Regions from separate parts of the Mus musculus genome. Here all the other regions are linked to region 1. The links are chromatin contacts, called in public HiChIP or PLAC-seq and promoter capture Hi-C maps. All regions are on one chromosome and are shown on one strand. The core of a region is the stretch at or near the end of the contact, and the rest is flanking DNA. Distances in the headings are between cores, read along the strand shown. Region 1 holds the start of Adam11 (a disintegrin and metallopeptidase domain 11). Region 2 overlaps Map3k14 (mitogen-activated protein kinase kinase kinase 14). Region 3 holds the start of Fmnl1 (formin-like 1). Region 4 holds the start of Bloodlinc (Bloodlinc, erythroid developmental long intergenic non-protein coding transcript). Region 5 holds the start of Hexim2 (hexamethylene bis-acetamide inducible 2). Region 6 holds the start of Fam171a2 (family with sequence similarity 171, member A2). Region 7 holds the start of Nmt1 (N-myristoyltransferase 1).

Region 1 (3,545 bases), core at 440-2,939:
TCTCTCTACACCTCCTGTGTCTGCCAGGTGTCCAGCCCTCTGCCGCCCAGGTTGGCCTGGCTAACTTTGGGCTCCAAGCTCCCGGAGTGCTAAGGCATGCCCAATGACGATTCCATCTGGATGGCTATTATTCACATGATATTAATTAATTATTAATTGCACTTAATCTCCTTCATTCCTAACCTTCCTCTGGGGGGGGGGGGGACGGGGACAGGGGCCCAGCAGTATGGAAGGGACAGAGCAGGCACAGGTAGAGCTGGCAATTTGAAGATGAATCCTGGGCCTCAGGTCATTCTGCAAGGCCCCAACTTCAGCTAGGGCAAGAAGGATAAGCCTGTGTGTGCACAGCGGGGAAACTGAGGCAGGAGTAAACATCACGCTGTTCCAAGAAAAGTCCACTGAGGGGTGCCTTTGGTGGGTCATCAGAGCATGAATCCCTGACTGCAGGGTGCTATCCTGTCCCTCAAGACCTGTTTTAGGCAGAACCACTGTTTCTGGTGGGCAGTGGGAGGTGGTTGAAGGATGACCCAAGCAAACTGAAACCGGAGCATGCCAGTGTCTACTGGTGTGCACGGCAGGGGAGGGGCCCGGAGCTGGATAGTCCCGGAGCTGGAGAGTCCCGGTGTTCTTACTGTTGGGCACCAGCCCCACCTGATGGCCCATTACACAGAAAGGGAAGCTGCGGTAAGGTGCGACCTCAGCGGGTGGCACCTAACCCTGCCTACTTGGCGGACTGTTGTGGGCTGTGAGGCCTGCTCCAGTCCCCTGGCCTCACCCCCAGCCTCACTCACCGTCCCCCTGGGCGGATCCTGGCGGACCCTGGTGTCCAACTGTGGCTTTCGGACCTCTCCCCCGGAGCTCTGCCTTACCAGCCGGCTGGGCTCTGTGACCTCAGAGCCCTCTGGACTCTCTGGGCTCCCCACATGGGCTGAGCTCCTCCAGTGCAGAGCTCCTCTGGGACCCAGGGCCCCAAGACCTGAGGAGACAAGGCCATAGCTGCAGGCAGATGCCCTCCCTGGGGCAGGAGACTTGGGAGGGGGGCAGGCTCCAGCTCCCACTCGATCGCGGCCCTTGGAGCCCAGTGGGCATATGGGTGGGAGGATCTGGCTGCCTTGCTGAGGGAAGAACCCCACGGGGTGGGGGCTGAGAGCTTCCTTCTGCCCAACAGTCACGACTGCCCCCCCCCCCCAAGCCCGCAGAGACCTGCAGAGTCCGCCGGCCAGCTGCAGGGGATGGCCGCGGTAGGGCTGGCCGGATCCGGACAGGTGGGTGGAAGCACCTTCCCTTCTCTCCCACTCCCCTACCCTCCCGAGCTCGGGACCGGCTGTCACCCGGAGCTCTGCAGGAAAATGTGGCTGCAGCAGAAACCGCTGCAAACGCCTGGGGCGCGGACCGGCCAGGGGCGCGGGGGCAGGGGCCAGGCGGCTGGGGTCACTCACCGGGCGGGGGGAGAAGCGGTAACAGCAGCAGAGCCGCGATCGCCCAGCGCCGCAGCCGCCTCATGGTTCGCTCATAATCCTCCGGGTCCGGGGGCTGCGGCTGCGAGCGGCGCGGGGAGGGAGGGAGGGAGCGAGAAAGGGAGGGAGGAGGGCGGGGGCGGGCGACGCCGGCGGCGAGCGGGGCGGGCGCGCGGGCCGGGCGGGGGTCGCGAGAGAGCGGCGCCGGGCTCAGTGCGCTCTGGCCGCGGCCATCCCGGCGGGGCGGCGGGGCCGGGTTAAGAGGCGAGCGGCAAAGCACGTGAGCTTTGGGCCCGCCCCCCACCCCCTAGCCGGGGCCCAGGCCACCACTGCGGTAGGACAAAAGGGGCACCGGCTGAAGACCCCCTCTTCAGGGCACTCCCTTGGCAGGTGCACCCATCCTGCGACCCCTCCGCAGCCACCCCTTTGCATAAGGAGTTGCAACCACTAGATTGGCAGGTGGAGGGTGGCAGGTGAAGAGGGTCCCTGAGGTCTGACTCTGATGTCCCATCTGGGAAATTGGATGTGGGGCGTGGCTGATGGCCCAAGCTCACCTCCAGGACTTACTACTCTTGAATGGAGTACCCCCAGCCCTGAGGCCTCTGCTGGTGGAAGGTTGGGCACTTGGGAACGCAGGGCACGGTGTCAGGGAGGGCAGAGGTCCTGTTGAACACCATTACACACACACACACACACACACACACACACACACACACACACACACTCACTCACTCCTCAGTGCTCCCTCCAGGATCCCTAGATCATCCAAGGCAGAGGTCACTGCAGCAGTCCTACACCGGGAATCTAAACCCTGTTTCCTAGGCTGCTTTCTCTTAACAAAGAGGTTCCTGACTCCCTTTCAGGGCTCCTGAGCTCGTGGGGCACCTCAGTCCTTCTCCCTAAACCAAACACAAACTACCTGGGTCGTTTATATAAGGCCAACATGCTCCATTTCTCTCCCATGTCCCAATCTTAAGGGGTAGAAGTTCCGTAGAGCCCTCCAGATTGGTCTATAGTCAGAAATACACGTGACCACAAGCTTAGCTGTCCCAGTTGACCCTTCAACCCAGTTCCTGGGCTTCTTGGGCATGATAAACCCAGTGAGAGGGCCTGGGATTTTGGCCTCTCAGTGAGGTCTTAATACCCCAATACCTAACTGAGATGTCTCTGGACTGGACATGTGGGGCATGACACCGGTCCATGACACCGGGCCATGTCTCTGGTTAGTGACGCTCCTCTGGGGACTGAGTATGTATGGTCATGTGACAACAGCTAGGCCCCATCCTGATCTCCCAGACCACAGTGGGTTTTTTTATACCAATACTTTGGAACCACAGGTCACTGAGTGGATGCAGGGAACCCCTTCCTGGGTCCCCTGCTCCCTCAGGGCCTCTGCTGGGGACTGGGGAGCTGCCTCTAGCTTGTGACAGCACCCCCATCCCCCAGCTCTATTTTAGGCCCCGGGAGAGGTGAGAAGGCGATTTCCCGGGAGGCGCTGACATCAATGTTGGGAATGAGGTGACTTCCCCCCCATCCCCAACCACCTGCCACTCCAGCCAGCCCCAGATGTTGAGCAAAACCAAGTAAATTCTTCCTCCACTCTGGAAGCATCTTGCAAACCTCAGGGATGCTTGGGTGAAGCGGCTTCCGGTATGAGGGCCCCCTGTGTGGTATTCCCTTGAGACTTAGTTCCTCAGGAGGGCAAGATTGCGCTGCTCCCCATTTGACAGAACTCTATGTCCCCAAGCTGCTAAATGAGAGGCCCCACTGCTCACCGGTCAGACCTGTCCCCACCTCTGCTGCTTTCTCTGTAGGGCCAGAGGTGACTGCTACATCTGATTCCTACACTTCTAAGCCTCTTGGTATTCCAGATCTCGGGGTGACTGTCCATCCCACCATTCTGTGTTAGGTGCCATGACCCATTGGCAAGCCCTGAGCAGGTAATGCCTTCAGACAGGCTAAGTGGGGCCTCTTGACAGTGGACAGCCCTGGGGCTGGAGTCTGGGTCTCTCCATATATCTAGTCTGATTCCAGGGTCCAGAACCTAAGCTGCTGCAGTCTCTGTTACTGACGATACCTTTGCCTCTC
Region 2 (3,545 bases), core at 351-2,850, 470 kb before region 1:
ATCAACAAACACACGTAACACACTATGAAAAATCAAAGCAGTTGCTATGAGGGGGACTGGAGAGATGGCTCAGCAGATGTTTGGCTCCCACATGGCTACTCACAACCTCCTGGACTCTAGTTTTAGGAGATCTGGAACCTTCTGCCCTCCTCACACACACAGAACACATGCATGCACTCTAAACACACATACACACAATTAATTTAATTTGGGGGGTTTTTGGTTTGGTTTGGTTTGGTTTTTTTTGTTGTTGTTGTTGGGTTTTTTTTGTTTGTTTGTTTGGGTTTTTTTTGTTTTTTGTTTTTTTTGTTTTTCGAGACAGGGTTTCTCTGTATAGCCCTGGCTGTCCTGGAACTCACTCTGTAGACCAGGCTGGCCTCGAACTCAGAAATCCTCCTGTCTCTGCCTCCCGAGTGCTGGGATTAAAGGCGTGCCCACCTCCAATGCTATGGTCCTTTAATACAGTTCCTCATGTGGTGACCACCCCCAACCATAAAATTATTTTCATCATTGTTTCCTAACTGTAATTTGATATTATGAATCATAATAAATTGACCCCTGTAAAAGGGTCACTCAGCCCTCAGGTTGGGACCCACAGGTTGAGAACCACTGGTGCAGCGACTCCTCACAGAGTCAGGCATCGCAGCACATCCTTATTATCCCAGCACTTGCTACGCTGAGGCGGACTGGAAGTTCAAAGCCAACCTAAGATACATGATGGGGCCTGTAGCAGGTACAGGGTAGGCAGGGTTCACAAGACCTCGTGGCCTAGAGATTTTCCCCCAGAGAGCTGGGGTACAGAATGTGTTTGCAGATTGAGGGTGGAGAGAATTCCAGGAGTCTGGAAAGAAAGAAATGTTTCTGTGTGACTGTTTTTCATGCAGTCAGCACTGTGGCCCTGATACCTGACACCAGGGGACTATACATGGGTTATGCTCATTTCCCAAGGGCTGGTCCCACTGGGCCTGGGCACCACCACTGAGAGCATTGTTAGCTTCTATGCATAGAATTCCAAGGGTTCCCCAGCCCGCACCCCTCACCCTGACACAGGGGCCTCTGGGTCTTTCAGGTACGACTCGAGGTGTTTCGGGTAGAGGAACTAGTGGCCTGTGCTGGTCTGAGCTCGCCCAGAATCGTCCCTCTCTATGGAGCTGTGAGAGAAGGCCCGTGGGTGAACATCTTCATGGAACTGCTAGAAGGTGAGGAGACAGGTCCCGTCTTTATCCCTCTCAAGGTTCAAGGCCAAGAGGTAACCCCCACTTAGACCCTTGCCTCTCAGGCCACGTCGGACCTCTTAGCCCTGCTCCCTTACCTCACCTGCCCTTCGCTCTTGCCCTCGGCCTGCGTGTAGGCCTGGGAAAGCCCCACTAAGACTGACTGTTCTTTCCCTAGGTGGCTCGCTGGGTCAGCTCATAAAGCAAATGGGCTGTCTGCCAGAAGACCGAGCCCTTTACTACCTGGGCCAGGCCCTGGAGGGGCTGGAGTACCTCCACACACGCAGGATTCTGCATGGCGATGTCAAAGGTAAGGCCCTAGTCACCATGTCCTGATCCCAGCAGGCGCCCCCTCAGCTGTGGCCTGCCTGCTTGTCTTCACGGTAGACGCCTGAGTCAGCTGACAGGGCCGTGCCTCGTGGGTCGGGGTGATCTCTCTAGGCCCTGCGTCTAGCACTGTGAGTCTCCTGCGCTGGTGCTCACAGAAAACTGAAGGCTAAACTCCTGCCAACTGACGACCTCTGGGAGAGGGTGGGGCGGCAGAGAGAGCACTCTGGGAAAGTGGTGTTCTAAGAGATGCTGCTCCAGATGCTGCCTGCTGTCTGCCTCCAGCCTCAGCTAGCCACCACCAAAACACGCGCATGTGCGCGCGCGCGCACACACACACACACACACACAAACACACACACACACACACACAAACACACACACGCTCGCACACATGCTCGCGCACACACACTGCTCTCCCTAACAAGACCAATGAGAAACAGCAGTGTAGGACCAGCCAGAAAGTTGTCTGACTAGAAGCCAGGTCAAGTCAAGCCAGGCGAGGGTGGGCTGGGGCCTGGAGCCCGGTGTGGCTGACCTGTTCCCCCTCTTGCTCTTTGCCCCGGGGCTGCCTGCAGCTGACAACGTGCTCCTGTCCAGTGATGGAAGCCGAGCGGCCCTCTGCGACTTTGGCCACGCCTTGTGCCTGCAACCTGACGGCCTAGGGAAATCCTTGCTCACAGGTAACGCCTCATTCTCTACCTCACAATCATAGTACCGGTAGCTGTCACTCAGCGTTAGCCTCCCACCACGGTGCTTTCCATGTGGGGTAAATGCTGTGGCCACTCTCCGTCCCCAGGTAGAACTAATCATCCTCACAGCCACCATTACAGGGTCATTACAGGGTCATTACAGGGTGCTCGCTGTGCACAGACACAGCAACAGGTGCCAGCCAGGTGCCCCATGACCATGTGACCTTACACAGCAAGGCCCAAAAGGCCAAAGGTCCTGCAGTAGGTCCAGGCCTTGTAGTAGTACTGGCTGACCTAGAATTCCATATATAGACCAGGCTGTCCTCAAATTCATGTAGATCGGCCGGCCTCTGCCTCCTGAGTGCTAGGGTTTAAAAGTATACTATCTCCAGCTAAAATTCATTATTTTTTTACTTCCTTGTTTTTTTTATGCACTTTGTTGTTATTTAAAAAACAAAAATTATTTATTATGTATATAGTATTCTGCCTGCATGTATGACTGAAGGCCAGAAGAGGGCACCAGATTCCATTACAAATGGTTGTGAGCCATCATGTGGTTGCTGGGAATTGGATTCAGGCCCTCTGGAAGAGCAGCCAGTGCTCTTAGCCTGTGAACCACTCTCAGCCATTTGTTGTTCATTCTTTTTTTTTTCTTTTTCTTTTTGTATGAGACATGGTCTAACTGTGTGGTACAGGCTGGCTTCAGAGACACAATCCTCCTGCTTCAGTGTTAGTATTAAGGCTGGTGTTCTGATCCCTTCTTCATTTTGTCTATTAAACGACTAGGACATGTCCAAGCACGTGCACGCGCGCGTGCTTTTACCTTGCTCTCACCTATACCTCCACTCCCCTCCACTCCCCTCTGACCCCTGCCTGCCCTGAGTCTCCCCTCCACTCTCTTAACCACCTCACCATCTCTCCAGCCCCTCCCTTCTTTCATGTGACTTATACTGTGTAATTAAATGTAGACCCTGCATATGAGAGAAAACATCACATTTTGTTCTCTCTACTGCACTCCATGCCCCACTTCCCTTCCTCTGGGCTTTCCCTCCTCTTTCTTTAGCAGTCACCTCCTCCTACCACCATTTCTGTTTGTCTTTCAACAGGGTTTCACTATGTAGCTCTGGAACTCTCTATGTAGACCAGGTTGGCCTCAAACTCAAAGAGGTCCTCCTGCCTCTCCCTCCCACATGAGCTGGGATTAAAGGCATGTGCCACCACACCCAGCTCAACTGTACCTTCTATTTTCATGTCATATTTATTTATATTTAAATCTAGGTTTGAAGGCTGATGATATAGCATAGTCCATAGA
Region 3 (3,545 bases), core at 306-2,805, 410 kb before region 1:
CCCCATCTCAGAGGTCCCCCCAAGCTCCTCCTCTCCTTCCGAAGCCAGGATTCTCAGGAACTGTTGCCCCTTTGAGACCATGCAAAGGATCTAGCAAGTCAGGCCTACTGACTCGCTCGCTTGCCAGAGAGAGGAAATGCTATCCAGGAGGTGTGGAGGACAGAGGGTCAGCACTTCTTTGCATCCAGAGTGAGCCTCCTCTGGACTCCCATCCTCAGACCTGCAACATCAGCCTACTGAGACTGGAAAATGCCTCTAGGAAACAGCCCAGCCTTCCCCACTGTCACCCGGTGTCCAGCCAGGGATGCCTAACAGGGATGCCACTGGGCAGCCACCTACAGAAGACAGCAGGAAAGAGTGCTGGGGTGAAGAGGAGGAAGTGAAAAAGACTGGCCTTTCCCCTCCCCTACTTCTGCCTCCCAATGCCTGCACAGCCCACCCTATCAGAAACACTTTGAACCACTTAACTCCATGCTCAGAGTTGATGAGTTGATGGCTCCCTCCCAGAGGCCCAGACTTCAGCTGCTACTCCATCCTAACCCACCCTTGCCTGCCCCAGTTTCCCAAGCAAGTGACAGCCAAGAGGGAGGGGAGCCTTCCAGATTTCTGTTCCACTCCAAGCCAGAATGACCAGCCTATCCTGGCCCCACCCTTCCTAAGCTTACTCCTTTCAGTGGTTGGGGGTGGTCCATGATGAGGGAATGACTGCAAACACCCATTCCGGGACATGGTGGGGGTGATAAATACAAGTGGAGGGTCTAAGAGTCCAACTCCTACGCCAGACACCAGAACAACCCAGGACTGAAGGCTCCACTAGGTCTACAGCTTCCAGAAGGTTAAATTATAACCCCTTTCCTCTTTGACCCTGAGACGCAGAAGGGCAAAGCGCTCCAGACTTGCACCCAGCCGCTGGGCCTGCGTGCAGTGGAAAAGTGGGCGCCAGCCCCCTCCCACCTGGGGCGCGTTTGGAACTCAACCTTATGAGACATTTTTGACACCTTTAGAACTAGGAGCATAGGAAGGGGGTCGATGGGGGGGTCTCTTAAGAAAGCTTCCTGGAGGGGGCTAAAGAAAGTTTCTTGGGGGGGGGGGTGCCAAGTCACTCTGAAAGATGACAGTGTTACTCCTACCCCTCTGGAGGGACAGCAGGTGGACCAGGGATCTCCAAGCCGCACCTGAGTCCCAAGAGGCGGGGACGCATGCGGAGCCCCTGTCATCCCTGGCTCCTGGTGCGCATCAGGTCACACTCACCAAGACCCGCGTGAACCTCTCCTCCAGCTCCCCGGCCGCCGGCATTGGTTGCTTGGGGACGGCTGGCTGCTTCGGGGGCGACGCGGTGGGGCCCGCGGGCTGTTCGGCGCTGCCAGCCGCGTTGCCCATGGTGGTCCCCACCCAGCCGGCCAGGCGCCTCCAGCCTCGGAGATCCAGTTTTCCCTGGGGGTCGCGGACTAGGCTCCGGGAGCCTGGAAGCGAAGGGCAGCGCTGTGTGGCGAGGCTTGGCTAGGTGGCTCTCGGCTCAGCGGCGTGCAGGGGCCGGGGCGCGGCGTCCCATCGCGGCGGCCCCGTCCGAGGGAGCGGGCGGCGACCGAGGCTCGGGGAGGAAGTAGGGTTGCAGGCGGCCGGGGCCAGAGGGCTGGGCCGGGGGCAGGAAGCTGCGGCGCGGGCTCCCCCCTCGGCGATTTTCGAACTTCTGCTGCCGCTCCCGGTGCGCGCAAACCGCAGTTCTCCGCCGCGCACCCGGCCCCAGGGGGGCGGGCTGCAGGGAGGGGGCGGGCGCGGGCGACGGCCGGGGGTCCTCCGCAGCCATGGCGCGCCGGCTGGGGGCTGCCGAGCAGTGCACCTGCGGCGGAGGGGGCGGCCGCCGATGCACCTGCCCGAGCCGGAGCCGACCCAGGCGAGGCCGAGAACACAGCGGCGCGCTCGCCCGGCGCCTCCGGGTCCTAGAACCGCAGCTCTCCACCCTAAGCCCGGCAGTAGGGGGGTCCCTAGGCCCGAGCCTGGAGGAGGCAGACCCCCGGGCGGAAGATTGTCCAACCAATCCGCGCGCGCCTTAGAAACCTAAGGTGGCGCTGAGGTGCGGTTGGTGGGCGTAATTGCTGCTGGGGGTCCCCCTTTGGGGTCCCCAACTAAGAAGATGGGAACCCCCTTCCAGGCCCCCCACCTCTGTGTCTCTCCTCCGTTGGGCCCAGAGATGATCTGAGGACCAGAGGGAATTATCTGCAAACAGGTTGGAGGACAATGACATAGGTCAATTGAGACCTGACCAGATGTGACTGTGCCAGCATCTTCAGCAGTTTTAGACTGGGGGCACTCGTGGAAAAATGAGGTTGGCGAACCTGGAGATCACTGTGGTGGTGCCAAGGAGAAGTAGGGCACTAAGAAGGGTTAAAGGCAGCTGCTAGGCTGGGGGAGGAACAGGCACCTCAGATGGGTGGAAAATCTTGACACTGTCACCATGAGGGACCTAGGCTGGCTGAAGAATGACAATCTTGGCTATCTGATAGTTACAGAAAGATTTCTGTGATAGTGACCAGCAAAGGTAGGTATGGATGTCCTTGTTTCTGTAACGGTAACAAGGGGCCTTTCCGTAGCTGTAGCAAGGGGTCTTGTCCAAGGCCACACAGATAATTAGGGCAGAAACGAGCCTCTCTGTTCATATCCAAAAATCTATAGCCTCGGACTCTTCTTATTTAGGGTAGGAGAGTGGAGAAGGGGTAGGCCTTCATAACCGGGGCTCGAACTCCATCCTGAATTAACACCTCTAATTCTCCCACTTAATCTGTGGGGCTCTTGAGTCAGCCCCTCCCTGTTCTGCCAGTCCATGGGGTGAGGTGCCCTACACTGAGGGAGCCTTGAACTTTCTCTGTGCCAGCCCAGGGGCTCTAAATGGCTACTCTAGGTCATTCCCACCTCTCTAGTTCATACTCAAAGCCACTGACAAAGGATTCAGCAGGAACTGGGAAATTAATTATCTAATTATGAGGAAAACCAGACACAAACCTGCACGCTCCCCAGCTTGACCTGATTAAAGCCTTCCTCCTGCCAAGTTCACCATCGCCCCTGTCACCATGGGAGAGATAGTCTCATTTCATGTCCTGAGCAAGGACTTCCAGGGTGGGTGGAAACAGGGTCTCCTGGAGCCTATAGGAAGGGTACCTGCCCTATGCCTACCTCCATCTTCCTTAGCCTTGACCTTGGGCCTTGCCTGAGATTAGTAGTTGAGAGATTTTTGTTTATTTATTAAAGACTGTACTTCCTGATTCTTCCATAGCTGTCTCTTTCAATTCATCAACAAATGTTTCCTTCGAGCCCCAGCTGTGTGCCCAGCTGTCTGCTTACTGATGGGGCTTCTGGGACTCTTAAGGTGTCCCTAACCTTGGACACAGCCTAGCAAGGAACGGATTCAGAAGCTGGGAGGGAGGGTATCTGCATTGAAGTACTTGTGGGGTCAGTGCCCATGCCTCCTCTGCCCATCACTGCTACTTTGAGGGACACCGAGAAGCCAGAAATTGGGCCTCTACTGCAGTAATTGCCAGCCTGCATCC
Region 4 (3,545 bases), core at 733-3,232, 380 kb after region 1:
TGGAATGGTATCAGGCTTTTGAAGCCTCATGGCCCACCCCAGTGACATACATCCTTCAATAAGGCCTCACCTCTAATTCTCTCCAAACAGTTCAACTGAGGACCAAGTATTCAAACATATCAGCCTATGGGGGGCCATTCTCATTCATAAATACCTGTTATCCACCACTTTCCTATTGTTCTGTTTCCTTACAAGGTAGGTCACTTACAAGTAGCCACAGAGCTTTTCTGTCCTCAGTTTGCTTCAACTTTCTTCAGTCTAAGCCAGCTTCCTCTGTGTTGCCTGCTACATTGTTTCTATATTGTGGGATGAAGTGCTACCAGATGCTGGAATAGAAAATAACACCAATTGTGATCTTAAATTGAGATCAACTGACTACATTGTTTTTTTGTAATTTTATCTTCAATTTTATTGTTTAGCCTGCCCTCATTACAGCTACTGAGAACTGCCCTCTTTTTCTGATGATAACTCTGAATGCTATTCTTCATGCTCCAGCCATTTTTTTTTTTTTTTTTTTTTTTTGGTTTTTTGAGACAGGGTTTCTCTGTGTAGCCCTGGCTGTCCTGGAGCTCACTTTGTAGACCAGGCTGGCTTCGAACTCAGAGATCCACCTGCCTCTGCCTCCCGAATGCTGGGATTAAAGGCATGTGCCACCACTCCTGGCTCCAGCCATTTTTTTTTTTTTTTTCCTGAGAGGAAGCAGGGGTTTTCACTGACCTAGAACTTGCCAAGAAGGCTAGGCTGTACGACCAGCAAGCCCCGTGAATCTGCCTCTCTCTGTCTCCCCATGCTAGGATTACAAACATACACCACCATTCCCATTTTTCTGAGAAACATGGATTCTGGGTCTTGAACTCAGATCCTTGTACTTGCAAGGCAAACGCTTTACCAATTGAGCCTCTGTTCTGTATCTTCATTACTTTGCAGCACATTCTACAAACACTAACTGAGCATTCCCGACATGTGGTGGCCTGTGCCAATCATACAAACCTGTTAAAGGAAGGAAGGAACAATAAAGAGAGAAATTCTTGGTTATAGGGCGGGGAGGTAAACACTGACCTACTTACAGCCACCGGAAACGACAAGCTCCAACTGCAGCCAACTGCGGCCAGAAGATCCTCCGGGTACATACATGGAAGTCAATGGGCATTGGCAGTAATCGGCTAAGGAAAGCGGGAGTCCTACATACACTTGCCGGTGCTAGTTTGACCCACATGCGTGGACCAGTCAGCTGAGAAAGGACATTGAAGAAGGCCAGGTTATGAGTGAGCAGAATGGCTGGCGAAGATAGATTAGGAAAGATGAACTTGGTGGAGTGATGTGGGGAGGTGATAAGAGGAAAATGAGAACGCTAAATAGATGGAGATGATAATATGGTATGGGGGCCACAAAGCAGACATTCCCAAGAGCTGAGCGCCGCCTGTGTCAAATGCTACAACGAATGAGGAGCTGGGCAGCGTGGGTGTGTGCAGAACCTGGTGGTGAGTAGGTTAAACATAGTGTGGAGAGAAAGGGTTGAAGTCAGCAGCTTCGTTAGAAGCGAGCAAGTTCAGCGAGTGCCTTTATGGGGTGCTAGGCTATGAGCAGAGCAGAAAGTTGTTTCCACGGGATAGACTGGACCTTCTTCGCGGGCTTCTTTAGGGGCAGTAAACAGCATGAGCCCCCTGGAGGCCAGGTGGTGTAATTACCAAGGAGTTTTCAAGGTTGGGGGAGGGGAGAACATTTACTCGCGTCAATATTTCCTCTTACAAATTTGAGAGGAGAGAGAGTTCTCAATTCGACTCCCTTGAACTTGATTTCTTGTCCACTTTATTCACCTTATAAATTAATAAACCATAGATTTTCTTTTCTTTCTTTTCTCTTTCTTTCTTTCTTTCTTTCTTTTTTTTTTTTTTTGAGACAGAGTCTATCTCTATGTAGTCCTGGCTGCCCAGGAAACTGTATGGATGTCTGTGTAAGAGTGCCAGAAGCCCTGGAACTGGAGTTGTAGATAGGTGTGAGCTGTCATGTGGGTGCTGGATCCCGGTGCTCTTAGCTGCTGAGCTATCTCTCCAGACTCCATCCTGACTTTCTTTTTTCTCTAAGGATATAGAATTCACTTGCTCCCAGCACTTTCACTTCCTCCGTTTGGGACTAGGTTAGAGAGCATCTCTGGGTGCTGCCATAGTTAGTGGGAGCCTCCAGCAGGGATGAGCCTGGGTGAGTGTGCATACATGGGGGTCCATTCCCCCAAGACTAGGCTAGGCTGGGAGAGGAGGTGGAAGGTCTGTACGGAGCAGGTCCCGGTAGTCCTTGACAGCTGTTCTCTGGGCTCTCCCATCTGCACTGGGAAAGAGAGCCTCCAGGCTGGTGAGCTGTGCTCAGTGGCTGACTGAGCGCCTTTAGTAAGCTGTTTACATCTCTGCTGAATCACAGGAGGGAATCCCGGTTCACTCTTGGGAGTTTTGCCACCAAAATGTTGCAGGACTTTATGTCGTGGAGGTCCCCAGGGACTCTGAGCGTCTGTATGTTTACCCCACTCTCCCCCACCCAGTCTTAGCTTGGCTTTTGTGCTTTTGTGTCTCTTTCTGTGGCTCCTAGCACTCATCAGCATGAGTAAAGCAAACGCTTGCTGACTGACACCTGGATGGATAAAGGAACCAATTCCTGTCACAAGAGTGGAAGCTAAACAAGCCTTCAGCCTGTTTTCTGAGCCTATGGTGAGGAGGCTCAGGCTGGATACCACGTCCTCTGTCTTCTGCCAGGCTGTCATCAGACTCAGCACTTTGCCTCTAAAACAAGACACCTCAAGAGATTGGGTAGCTGACAGGATTGGGACCCCAAAGAGGAGCACCCCGTAGTCATTATCCTACTCCCCACCCAGGAACCCTACCTTCCCCAGCTTCACTGGCCAGGAACCAGGAGTTGCAGTCAGCGGGGAAAGGCACAAGCCCGGGGCCTCAGCTCTGATTGGCTGCCCTAAGGTCTGTTCAAAAACAAACAAGCTGAGCGCCTGAAGGGAGGGGAGTTTGGACCTGGAGGCCTCCTTTTCTCTCCGCCCTTCGCCCTTCGCCTTTCCAGGGACAGCTGAGTCACTGAGCCCTGTCCGTTTGCTCTCTCCTTCACCTACAGAAAGACGGAGGCACAGGGACTGAAGGAACGGAGTTGAGGTTTCACCTTCGAGGGTTCCCCAGACCCGACCCACCAGCTGCGATTGAGATGGGCACAGCTCAGGGCTCCAGTTTGAGACACTCCACTGCCTGGGCTCAGGAGCTCAAGATCGAGAGGATTTTGTTGAGCGCCCGCCTGAGCGTACCTCCACTTCCCTGAGCAAAGGCAGCAAGAGCTACTGGTCTGAGGGTCAGCGGGGCGTGCCTGCCACCACCACCACCAACTGAGGCTCTCTCCTAAAATGACACTCACACCCGTTCTCCACCAAGCTTCTCTGGGCCTCGTCCTTCTACCTCACAACCTCTTGAACTTGAACCTTTAGAGACTTCTGGAAATTCTGTTAAGGTCACACAGCTAGTGGGAAGGCAAGCTGGCTCAAAGCCAGTGTGTTAAGC
Region 5 (3,545 bases), core at 401-2,900, 370 kb before region 1:
CCTGGGTTCAATTCCTAGCATTGTGAAATCAACAACAACAACAACAACAACAACAATAACAACAGAAACCAACTCTCTGATGTTTGGCTCTCTGCTATTTTGGAAGTGTGGTGATGGATAAGGGCCACCGAGAGCCAGCATGGGCTGGGACTCTGTGGGTTCCTGCTGTCAGCCCACATACTAAGTTGCCATTTACTGAGGACTTAGGCGCTTTCTCCCTCTCCTCTGAGGTTTTCCTGCCCTGCCTGTCAACCTGTACACCGAAATCTCTTGTCTTGACTCATTCTTGGTTCTCAGCCCGGAAAAAATAAATTTTTTTTTAAGTGCAAAATCTCTAACCAAGTTATTTGTCCTTGAGGTCACTTGTCATTGAGAGACAAGGTACTGTTATCAGAAGACCCTAAATGTAAGGTGGAATTTTGTTCCTCACAGGCTGCCTGATTCTGGAAAAGGTAGTGCAGCTCTCCAACCTCAGCTTCTGTCCACTGGAAATAACATCTACCTTGAAGGGCTTTTAGGAATTCATGAGCCATCATTGAATCACATTCTGGCCTACTTCCCAGAGCACAGTACAGACTCATTTAAAACACTGGCTTTCTAGCTGGGTGTGGTGGTGCAGGCTGTAATTTTAGCCCTTGGAAGGCTGAAGAAGAACGTTGTTGCAAGTTCGAGGCCAGCTGGGGATACACAGAAAGACACCCCCCCCCACCTCCCCCCTCAAGGTCTCAAACAAACGAAAATAAAATAAAATACTGGTTTTCTAAATCTACCAACCAACCAACAAGACAAAACAACAAAAGCCCTAGGATTTCAGCTATCTGACCCCACGTTTAGGGCTTTCAGGTGGCTGGGAGGGTGGGTACTTACCTTGGCCTCCTCCAGAGCAGCTGGTGACGCTGTGTTGCAGTTGGTATGGTTCACAGTGGCCATCTTCTCCTACTCTTGCAGCAGATGATGTCTTTAACTACTGTCACCTGCTTTGAACAACAACAGAAACCTAAGTCCTTAGGCAGAAGCTGGTTGGTCAGGAATTGTTTTGTCACAGCAGCAGCAGCCATTTTGTGGCCCCAGACCTGCATGGCCTTCACTTTCAAGTGAAGACTCGGAAGGCTGTTTCCATACTCTAGTCTTCACATTGCTAGCCAGCAAGGGACCAAGTGGGAGAGCAGAGGCCCTGGGCCTCTGCTCTCCTAATAAGTAAAGACAGGCTGGCAGTTAGGAGGGTAGGCCTGAGCTCTGTCACCCAGAAAGGACACTGCTTGGGGGATGCTGTGGAGAGGGTGGGTCTGTAGCTCCTGGAAGCCCCTATCTTGACCACCTTCAATCTCTCTAGGTTGGGACCTGGTCAGAGCCTATGGTTGAAGTCTTTTTGTCTACAGGGCCTGGACGGCTTCTCTCCTGTCTCAAGGAACGGGGAGCTAAAGGGAAGAAGTCTTCAAACTACATGCAGCTGACAGAAAGAAGAAGAAAAAAAATTCAATGGGAGTAAAAATGGAGTTCTTGGAGGAGGGAAAAGTCCTGGCAGGGAGATTTAACGAAGGTGGGACTGACCTATTTGCTGTCAAGGGCTTAGTGTACACCACTACCTCTGTGTGTCTTTCTGTGCGACCGCCTGTCCATGAGAGTCTCAACGCCTCTGCCCTATCTCTTGCTGCAGTAGCAGCAGCTCTGGCCAAGCCGCTAAAGCCCTAAGATGGGGGGGGGGGGAGGTGGAGGGGCGAAGAGGACAGCCTGGCAGCGCAATGGCTGCTGGGGGTTGTAGTTCTTCCACCCTAGGAAAGCTGCCCAGGATACTTTCAAGCTCCCATTACGTCAACAACCATGCCCAGGAACGCCAAAAAAAAAAAAAAAAAAAAAAAAAAAAAAAAAAAAAAAAAAAAAAACCTATTTGCCTTTGCGTGAACGTCCCGCGCTCACCGATCTCTTCTTTGATTGGGTCGCTTGTCTGCCAGTCTCCCGACTTTTGTCAACAACTAGCTGTGCGGAAGCACAACTGGACCCGCCCTGTCAGAGCTCAATTAAAGAGTTCATTGATGGCGTTAGGCTTTACCAGGGAGAAATAGAGATCCGGTCGCGGGGGCGGGGCTTGCGCGCGGAGGGATTCCCTAGCCTTGAGGAAGGCGACGAGCAGCTCGGGGGCCGCCGCCGCCGCCGCCATTTTGGGCTGGGAGGAGGCAGCGGAGGGACTCGCTGCGCAGTGAGAGCACCCCATGGGGGGTGGTCCGGGCGCGGGGAGAGGCCGGGCCGAGTGGGCTGCCTGAAGTGGCGGCGCCGGGAGACGGCGGGGAGTTGGGTCGGGGGCTGGGAAGGGTGAAGGTTGGCGTCTCCCCGGCCGAGCCCAGTCCTCAAACCGTCCCGGCAGCCTCTCCGCCTCGCCTTTGAGAGCGGCCTTTTGGGGTAATTACCGCGTATTTCCCGGGATCCCAGCAGAGGAGAGGCCAGTAAGACGGCTTCCCCTCTGCTGTGCTTCCACCGGGACGTGATCCTGAGGCCGAGGTCTGCCCAAGGCCTCTCGTCACCCCCATTCATCCCGGGTATGGCGGCCAGGCCCGGCGTAGCCGGACCCCCATCTGAAGGACGAGGTGGGCGCGACGCCAGTTGGAGACCCTGGCTCGCAGGGACGGGCCGAGGTTGCAACTCTGGCCGCATGCCCTGAGCAGTGCTAGTGAGCTGGAGGCTCCGAGGTTGCCCGGCCGGATTGCACCCGCCTCCCCACCCCCATACACCGTGTCCATCCCACTTCTCAGGGCTGCGAAAAGCAACAACCCTCTAACTTCTATAACAGCCACCAACTCCCCCTGGGACCAACTAGATCTGGGCACGTGGAAAGCTCGAGCTTAGCGCTTGGAAATTTCTGAGCTCTCTTGCCCTCAAGATTTCTCCCATCGAGCCCCGACTCTCCCAATGGCCTGACCTCGAACGTCAGCATCCGCTTTTGGAAACTCCTGAAGTGTGTCGCCCCACTTCAAAATTTCACGCCAAAGGGATGGGGTTATGCCCTTTGAAGGGTTGGGGGAAAGAAAATAATTTCAGTCACTACAGTCCAGTAATAGAAACGGAGTGGCCCATTTCGGGTACTTCAAAAACATCTGCTTGCATTTTGAAATCTGAGCCGTAACTTAGGGGCGAAGAGGCTGTGCTACAAGGGCAAAGGGAGTTAATTCCGATGTGATTTTTTTTTTTTTTTTTTTTGTAAGCCTACACCATGTCCCATTTAAAGTCTTGTTCCACAAACTAAAAAGAGTATTTTCTGTGCCACTGTCTCATTGTTACTGAAGCCATCTCTTCTGTAGATGCAGAAAGTACTTAAGTAGAAATGGCAGTTTTGATCTACTTTATGTGTTATATAGGATATAGGGGAGACCTCGAATAAACTTACAACCTAACATTATAGCACTGCCAGCATTTAAAAGGCTCTCTTACTGAACTTGTTTCTTAAAGATTTCCAGACTACACCTTCAAATGATAGCTTTGTAGTTGAGCTGTCAGTTAAAATTGTGCCCAGGTAAGGCTCTGAAGTAGGTGGTTAACTAGCCATTGATACC
Region 6 (3,545 bases), core at 571-3,070, 310 kb after region 1:
TCCTCTGGAGTCAGTCAGTCATTGCAACTGAATGGCCCAGACCACCTATCTTGATCCCAGCAAAGCATTTTAGCCTTGGGCCTCACGGACGAGAGAAATGTGAGCGGGATTGTAGTGGCTGGGATTTTAGATCTGAATGATCCTGATAAAACTGGGGTGCGGTGGGGGGGTCTCTCTGGGGTGTCTCAGCTCCATGTCAACTCTGGGCTGCCTAGAGACATCAGGAGATCCTTGAACGAAGGCAGCAGTAGCCTCTCTGCCCCACAGATAACTCCTGGCTGTGGCAGGCACAGGGATAATACAGTGGGCAAGCAAGGCAGATTCCAGGGAGCTCTGACAGATTGTGAAGTCGGCTTGAGACCAACACGATGAAATTCACCAAGGAAGAGCGCTAAAGCCTGCACTTAGGTTCCAAAAAAAAAAAAAAAAAAAAAAAAAAAGTTACATAAGCACAGAACTGGGAAATATGGTTACACGGAAATCTCTATTAAAAAGGAAGAGATGCTGCGTGCAATCCCCTCTACCCTTGGCTGGCTACTCCAGGGTCTGAGGTGGGGGGCGGGGGCGGTGAGAAGAAGGAGGAGGAAGAGGAAACAGATGGAAATGAGGGGAGGAGAAAGAAAGAAGGAAAAGAGGGAAAGAGGAAAGGAAGGGATGAAGGGAAAGACCTGGTGACTTTGCCCCCTTAAGTAGAGAGACTTAGTCAGAGGGAAGCCTGCTGCGTCCCCTAGGGGAAGCCATCCTTGTCATAGGTCTCCTGGGTAGCAGGCTGTGCTGAAGAGGTGACTGGGCAGAGAGAACGACGCAAAACAGAAGCTAAGGGATAGTGACAGCCAGAAACGATAAGGAGAGAAAGGTTGTTTGGGAGCTTGTCTTCAAACATGGGGTTCAGCGAAGGAAGATCCAGTTTGTCAATCAGGATGCCGGAACCAATGGGATTCTTTTGTGGGGGGAGGCGTCTGCTTCCACTTCTACAAAACCTCTCTAGCCAGATGTCTCCTCCAGAAGGAGGTCTTATTACTCCAAGGGAGGCAAGCCCCTCCCCGGCCAACAATAGCACCACTTACTGCACCGGTGCACCTGTCAGACTTGTGTCAGAGGACCAGGAACTGGCTATGTAGAGCAAAGTGGCCTTGAACTCACAGAGCTCTTCCTGTTGGGATAAAAGGTGCCTGGCATTCCTCCACCATCACCCCGAACCACCCCTCACACACACCTTGGTATCTCAACCACGTTACTAGGTAGAGATTATTATGATTGTCACTTTAAAGGATAAGTGAGGCTGAATATAGCGGCTTGCATTTGAAATCCCAACACTCTGGAAGCGGAGGCAGGAAAAGGGCCATGAGTTCGAGGTCATTCTGAACTTCAGACCATCCTCTTTAAAGCAAGAGAGGCTAAGAAGGCTGTAAGGAACTTGTCTTGCCTGTTTCTGAATGGAAGTCATGGGGGGCGGGGGAGGAGGCTGACATGACCACAGGTCAGCTTCCCAATGTTGGATGGAGACCGCAGCCTCCTCAACACTACGGAGCTCTCGGTGTGGGAGAAGAAAATTCTCACTCTTTCCAACTACAGCCCTTAGGAGTAGGCAATAGCCATTCTCCTACCCCTCAATTTTACACCACATCTCAAGAGCTCTCCAACCCCAACCCGGGTAATTGCCCCCTAATCGCTGCACTCCATTGCTGTCTGGAATCTTGGGTTACCGGGTGGGGGCTGCCGGGTGGGCTGCAGGCAGAGCCGGGCCTCGAGGGGGCGGTGCCCGCTGGCCCGCCGTGCCGGGTGTCGACTGCAGGGGGCGCTGGCGGCCGCTCCGGGCAGAGACAATCGCGCCGAGCGGGCGCCGCAGCCGGAGCGGGAGCCCAACCCGGAGCTGCACAGAGCGGTGCAGAACTGGGGCTGAGCGGGGCCGGCCGATCAGGGCCGGGCGGCAACGATGGACCGCTAGGGCCCGGCCGAGCCCCGCGATGCCGCCGCCGAGTGGCCCCGGCGTCCTCGCGCGGCTGCTGCCGCTGCTGGGGCTGCTGCTCGGCGGCGCCTCCCGGGCTCCCGGCAAGTCTCCGCCGGAGCCCCCCAGCCCGCAGGGTGAGTATCGGCCTCGAGGGGCGGCGATCGTGGGCCTGTACCCTGTGATCGGCTGCCACCGCTGGCCCCCTCTTCACGGTGCTAGTGACTTGGGATGCATTCTGCTCCCAGGATGGCGGGGGGAAGGCGACCTGAGATCGGTGCTTCTGGGGGAGAGATTGGGGGACTGTTTGCTGCGGGGGTCTTGGGGAGACACAATGGAGAGGGCGAGGGTCTCCAGGCTCGGCGCTGCCGCCTCCTCCGACTTGTTTTTCTCCCTCCTGGTCCGCGAGGCACTGCAGCCAGAGCTATTGTCTGCGGAAGACACCCGCCCAGGGGCGGGCTGGGGCGGGCGCCGGCTCCGCAGCCCCCCGCGGGTCCCTAGCTGCGACCCAGGCTGGGTGGGGGCGCAGACATCGGCTGCCACCCTGGCCGGACTGGGGCTGGGAGCTTAGAGCTGGGCTGCGAGGGGGGAGGGGAGAGGGGGAGTGGGTGAGGCTGTAGGCGGGATTGACTGCTCGAATGGGGTTTTCACCCAGGAGCCTGACAGCTTCTAGCCAATCCCCCCCCAGGTTTAGAATTTGGGGCTCACCGAATAAACACTGATCAGCTCATGCTAGAGGGAGGGGATGCATTTGGAAGGGGGGGGGCGAGTACAGGCGTTATTGTGATTCCCGGCTCAAGGCGCATGGCAGGGCTGTGGTCACGGAGCCATGCTGAGCTGGCTGGCTAGCTGTGGGCAGTACCAGCTGAGAGGGCAGGTGTCTGGGTCCTTGTCCAGCCTGTCTCTTGCTACTACTCTCTTCTACCAGCTTCCCTTCTTCATTTCACTCATTCCCCCGCCCCCAAAGGAGACCCTGACCCTCCTAACGCCTAACCTGGCCCACATGGGTGTGTGAGGTGAAGGTAGAGCTGGCCCCTGCATTGGGAGCTGGACACCCTGACTCCACAGCTCACTCGTGGGTGCTCTGGGCCTCTCTTCTCCTCATCCCTGCTTCCCTCTCCCACCTTTCTGGTTCCTGCGCCACCACCCCACAATTGCTCTTCCTTCCCTGCCTGCGGTTCCATCCTGAAACAGTGTTCTTTGCTCCTTATGCCACCCCCCCCCCACACACACACACACCAGAAGCTAGCAGGAAAGGCGGAAGGCGGGGGTCTGGTTGAGGGAAGTAGGGTCCGGATGAAGGAAGGAGGTCGGATTTCCTCCTGGAACAAGGCAGGGCTAGCCAAGTGGAGAGATGCAGATACTGTATGGAATGCCAAGCTTTGAGGGTGGGGAGGGATCTTCCTGTGCCTCAGTCTCCCCTAATCTCCCAGAGAAGAGGCCCAAGCTAAGAAGCTTCTCCTCCTCCAAGGCCCAGGGGAGGGAGGAAGGGCCCAGGGAATTGGCTGGAATACAGCCAGAATAAGGGGCTCTCTCAGGCAGCTGGCGGGGAGCCCAGGCTGTGGGGAAGCAGGGAAAGGAGTCTGCTAGACACCTG
Region 7 (3,545 bases), core at 368-2,867, 270 kb before region 1:
GCCATCTTTAAGACAGAGGAATAAATAGAGTGTAGCCAAAGGTTACAAACTTCTATCTTCATCTCAACTTTAACTGGGGCTAGGGGGAAGCTAAGAGCTGCCGGCTACAGCTAATGGCAAGTTGGCTATAACAAAATCTGGCTATAAAAACCAAACTACCACCAGGCAGTGGTGGCACACGCCTTTAATCTCAGCACTTGGGAGGCAGAGTCAGGTGGATCTCTGAGTTCGAAGCCAGCCTGGTCTACAAGACAGCCAGGGCTACACAGAGAAACCCTGTCTCAAAAAACAAAACAAAACAAAACAAAAACAAAAAACAACAACAACAACAAACAACCACTCAATCACACACCCACAAGTCTCTACACAAAAATATACATATGTATACATACATACATACATACATACATATTGGGTGGGGGCGTTAGAGCAGCAGGAAAATAATATGAACTTAAATACATCATTTTTCGTGACTGGCTTACTGATGTACTGATTGGAAAAACAAAGACAAATACAAATTCTCAAATATCTGGCCCATTTCTTCTTCTCTACTAACAAAAGACTGAAATTACTTATAGTAAGACCCTGACCTACACAGTGACCTGTAACAGTACTAATCCCCATACCCGAGAGACAAGAACATCACCCCAAGTTTGGAGTCAATCTGTTCTACATTGTATGCCCCAGGCCAGCCATAGCTACACAGTAGAACCTGTCTAAAAAGGCAAAACATAACGAACAAAAAACCCCAGGGAGACCCTAAAGTACAAGACGTGCAGTAGTACCCCACAAATACCACATGTTCTCCAAGAAGCAACATCAGTTTATTGAAGCTTTGAGGCCCTTCACTAAATTAACAAAGTGAAGGTACAATGAAATTGACTCTTCACCGATTATTTGAGGCAACAGACACTGAATAAATCAAAACATCACATCACTAATAACATAGGATCATAGTGAGTTTATATTTCGGACTTGTCTGGCAGTTATATTTTACAACATAATTATATGCATGGCTTGTATAGCCTAGTGAATTTCCTCATTGAGCGTGAACTACAACGAAATGTTTTATTATTAGTTTATGGCTAGTCACGTTTCTCATACACCTTTATAAGTAACGTTCCTTCTGAACCGCAGCTTCTAGATTGCTCTGCATTGTACTACTGAAATCTACCGTTCAAAATGTTCTTTTCCCCCATCGTGCCTAAAGCAAGGGAGTGGTACACTAAACAGAACTTTTATATAATAAAAGTATTGCATGTCTCCGACCCTTAATATCTGAGCACCCATCCTGGTAAGTGACAAAGACAAAAACCAATCGCTAGGTAGGATCTCAATGGCTTAGCCAATAAGAACATGGGGGTGGGGTTAGACTAAGCTCCCGGTGACTTCCCCGCACCCCAGATACCCAGCTTGTGGGAGACCGGACAGGAATTGGGCTACGATGATCTCGTTACCTCCTGTTGTGGCTGTTGTCCTCCTCGTTCTCGCAATCGCTGCAGTGCTCATGGCCGTTTCCATTCCCTTCCATCATCAGTGGCAACGAAGGTGCCGGCAGCTTCACTGCTGTCTCACTCTCATCCGCCATCTTGGGTTGCGAGAGCCGGACTCCGCGCCCCGCTACATGGAGGGCTCCTATTGGACAGAGGAAGTACGCGCTGTATTCTGGGTTTTGTAGTTTGTGTGAAGAAATCTGCCACTAAGGGTGGCTTGTTTTCAAAAAACTGTACCGATGTGGACTACAAAACCCAGAAATCATGAAGGGACGCTGCCTTGGGAGGAGCGGGCAGCAATTCCGGAAGCCCCTAGGTTCGGCCGCCCTCTGAGACGAAGGGCGCTGTACGCCTTATAGGGTGGTCGCGGGGCACGCTGGGAGTTGCAGTTCCATGTTGAATTAGAGTTTCGCAAGTAAAGGGCTTGCAAAGTCCAAGGTTTTCAGGCCGCCCTTGGTAATCAACAGGCCACAGATGAGCCGTTATCGGCTAACGTTAAGGACCGTTACCATTCCTGGGTAAGTGAAAGACACTGAGGTTCATGGCTGCGATTCTCCAGGAGCTCAAATGCCCTTACAGAGGACTTTCCTATAGGTTTGCTCTCGGCTGCCTTCCCTACTCCAGCCTTTAGGGAGACCTGGGTCTTTGGAAATCTAAAACCGAGAGGCAGTGCATTGAGGTGTGTGGAACACTGCCCCCGAGCCAAAGACTTGATTGCTTGCAGGGGAGGCTTACCATTTCTTGGCTTCTAATTTTGCACTGCGCTCTTCTTCACATTTCCCTTTGATTCTCCTCTAGAGCCTTCCATAACAAGTCTTTTTTTTTAAGATTATGATAATTACACCATTTCCCCACTTCCCCTTTCCTTCCTCTAACCCCTCCCATATACACCCCACCTTGCTCTCAAATTCATGGCCTCTTTTTCTTTAGTTGTTGTTACATATGGGTGTGTGTGTGTTTTCCTAAATATATAAATATAGCCCGTTCAGTAAGCATAATGTTGTATGCAAATGATTTCAGGGCTGGTGTGCCTGGGAAGAACTATTTCCTCCCCCATTTTTAGCCTTCCTTAATTGCCTGTAGTTCTTAGTCTGGGGTTGAGGCCTCACGAGCTCCCCTACTCCCAACACAAGACTTTAATGAGCACTTACACGCCAGGCTCTGGCGTAAGACTTTTTGTACCTGAATTCCTATAATTTTAACAAGCTTAGAATGTGTTATGCCATTATTATTCCTTTTTCACAGATGAAAAGACTGTTCCAGAAAAGTTGGTACATTGTTTGTAGGCGGCAAAATCTGTCTATAAATCTGTATCTACCTACTCTGTGCCCTCTGTAAGGCTTCACCGTCACACCAGTCACACTGTTGGATCCAGGCAACTTCCAAGGACGAATCAGTTATAGCCAGGTAAATGCAGCATCTATCTTAGAATTGCCTAAATGCTTCTGTCCCTCTGGGCTTTGTCCTGTAACTAGCTAGTCTAATCATAATCCTGAGAAGATTGCCCAAAGACAAGGGCTTAGAGCCTTCCTATTTGTGCTGAGTATGCTGGGTGGTGAAAGACTGGGTCTTACCATCAGAGAGCTGCAAGGCCGAAAAGGGAAATGACCTTTGCCTTGGTAAAACTGAACAAGGGAAGAAGCAATTCCTTTTCTGACTCACAGAAAACAACAAGAGCAACAACAACAAAAAAGAAACTGCAGAGCTAAATATAGCCAACTCATCTTACTTGAGCGGCAGGCCCAGAGAAGTAAGACTCCAAAGATGCAAACACTCCTTGGTCATTTCTGTTTGATTTCAGAAAGCAGTCAAAGCTGCCCACTTGGGCTCAGCTGACCATATTCGCATTAGGGCTTCCTGGTAGAGGACATGCCTAGCATGCATAAGGCCCTGAGTTCACTATGCACTACTACCTCCAGCATATTACATGTATTCCTGTGTGCATGTGTGTACATGTGTACATGCTTGCACTTTGACCCACTGAGCCGTCTCACCATCTGGAGGTTAACTTTTCTTTTTCCTTTTTTTTTCTTTTTTCTTTTTTTAAAGATT

What was found. Promoter capture Hi-C pulls out the DNA fragments that hold promoters and counts their contacts. HiChIP or PLAC-seq counts read pairs in DNA pulled down with a chosen protein or histone mark.
Region 2: an H3K4me3 HiChIP or PLAC-seq map of embryonic stem cells shows a contact between it and region 1, with 3 times the contacts expected there. The contact joins the enhancer-like site here to the promoter of Adam11 in region 1. A contact is called at or near these places in 3 of 39 promoter capture datasets (cranial neural crest, embryonic stem cells and stem cell-derived epiblast-like cells), 1 of 484 Hi-C or Micro-C datasets (embryonic stem cells) and 2 of 115 datasets of contacts at active chromatin or transcription factors (embryonic stem cells and stem cell-derived neural progenitor cells).
Region 3: a contact with region 1 is called in a promoter capture Hi-C map of stem cell-derived epiblast-like cells, with 3 times the contacts expected there. The contact joins the promoter of Fmnl1 here to the promoter of Adam11 in region 1. A contact is called at or near these places in 3 of 39 promoter capture datasets (embryonic stem cells, hippocampal neurons and stem cell-derived epiblast-like cells), 1 of 15 datasets of contacts at CTCF or cohesin (embryonic stem cells), 7 of 484 Hi-C or Micro-C datasets (the G1E-ER4 cell line, the HL-1 cell line, the N1E-115 cell line and 2 more), 5 of 115 datasets of contacts at active chromatin or transcription factors (embryonic stem cells, large pre-B cells and pancreatic cancer cells) and 1 of 9 other capture datasets (embryonic stem cells).
Region 4: a contact with region 1 is called in an HNF4G HiChIP or PLAC-seq map of pancreatic cancer cells. The contact joins the promoter of Bloodlinc here to the promoter of Adam11 in region 1. A contact is called at or near these places in 1 of 115 datasets of contacts at active chromatin or transcription factors (pancreatic cancer cells) and 1 of 9 other capture datasets (liver).
Region 5: an H3K27ac HiChIP or PLAC-seq map of epiblast stem cells shows a contact between it and region 1, with 2.8 times the contacts expected there. The contact joins the promoter of Hexim2 here to the promoter of Adam11 in region 1. A contact is called at or near these places in 1 of 39 promoter capture datasets (stem cell-derived epiblast-like cells), 1 of 484 Hi-C or Micro-C datasets (embryonic stem cells) and 2 of 115 datasets of contacts at active chromatin or transcription factors (embryonic stem cells and epiblast stem cells).
Region 6: an H3K4me3 HiChIP or PLAC-seq map of embryonic limb bud shows a contact between it and region 1, with 2.8 times the contacts expected there. The contact joins the promoter of Fam171a2 here to the promoter of Adam11 in region 1. A contact is called at or near these places in 1 of 39 promoter capture datasets (hippocampal neurons), 2 of 115 datasets of contacts at active chromatin or transcription factors (embryonic limb bud and pancreatic cancer cells) and 1 of 9 other capture datasets (liver).
Region 7: a contact with region 1 is called in a promoter capture Hi-C map of stem cell-derived epiblast-like cells, with 5 times the contacts expected there. The contact joins the promoter of Nmt1 here to the promoter of Adam11 in region 1. A contact is called at or near these places in 14 of 39 promoter capture datasets (the 3T3-L1 cell line, 3T3-L1-derived adipocytes, the HPC-7 cell line and 9 more), 1 of 484 Hi-C or Micro-C datasets (the N1E-115 cell line), 11 of 115 datasets of contacts at active chromatin or transcription factors (the SCID.adh cell line, embryonic basal ganglia, embryonic stem cells and 4 more) and 3 of 9 other capture datasets (embryonic stem cells, liver and pancreatic islet).

Annotation. Positions count from the first base shown.
Region 1 is chr11:102,759,579-102,763,123 of GRCm38.p6, reverse strand. Adam11 (a disintegrin and metallopeptidase domain 11) reads right to left here and starts at 1,689. Exons shown (of 27, transcript NM_009613.3): 1 at 1,440-1,689; 2 at 792-976. The coding sequence starts at 1,503.
Region 2 is chr11:103,229,011-103,232,555 of GRCm38.p6, reverse strand. It overlaps Map3k14 (mitogen-activated protein kinase kinase kinase 14), which reads left to right. Exons shown (of 16, transcript NM_016896.3): 7 at 1,070-1,199; 8 at 1,393-1,524; 9 at 2,120-2,224. The region is part of intron 2 of Gm34823 (a long non-coding RNA gene); the gene reads right to left. Among named protein-coding and RNA genes, the nearest start is that of Gm34823, 12 kb to the right of the region's middle. Within about 2 kb of position 1,600, at least 10 of the 459 cell types and tissues checked have an H3K27ac peak or open chromatin away from gene starts, as enhancers often do. A contact at or near this core is called in embryonic stem cells, where this site is marked.
Region 3 is chr11:103,169,148-103,172,692 of GRCm38.p6, reverse strand. Fmnl1 (formin-like 1) reads right to left here and starts at 1,555. Exons shown (of 26, transcript NM_001077698.1): 1 at 1,252-1,555. The coding sequence starts at 1,380. Gm51919 (a long non-coding RNA gene) reads left to right here and starts at 2,117. Exons shown (of 3, transcript XR_003949776.1): 1 at 2,117-2,539.
Region 4 is chr11:102,375,457-102,379,001 of GRCm38.p6, reverse strand. Bloodlinc (Bloodlinc, erythroid developmental long intergenic non-protein coding transcript) reads left to right here and starts at 1,982. Exons shown (of 3, transcript NR_131196.1): 1 at 1,982-2,199; 2 at 2,581-2,699; 3 at 3,112-3,451. Gm34253 (predicted gene, 34253) reads right to left here and starts at 3,533. Exons shown (of 3, transcript NR_166821.1): 1 at 3,405-3,533; 2 at 1,060-1,231; 3 at 1-326.
Region 5 is chr11:103,131,464-103,135,008 of GRCm38.p6, reverse strand. Hexim2 (hexamethylene bis-acetamide inducible 2) reads right to left here and starts at 1,650. Exons shown (of 3, transcript NM_027658.2): 1 at 1,552-1,650; 2 at 868-974. The coding sequence starts at 930.
Region 6 is chr11:102,445,938-102,449,482 of GRCm38.p6, reverse strand. It overlaps Fam171a2 (family with sequence similarity 171, member A2), which reads left to right and starts at 1,820. Exons shown (of 8, transcript NM_199200.2): 1 at 1,820-2,085. The coding sequence starts at 1,968.
Region 7 is chr11:103,026,615-103,030,159 of GRCm38.p6, reverse strand. Nmt1 (N-myristoyltransferase 1) reads right to left here and starts at 1,617. Exons shown (of 12, transcript NM_008707.4): 1 at 1,458-1,617. The coding sequence starts at 1,588. It also overlaps a transcript of Dcakd not described here.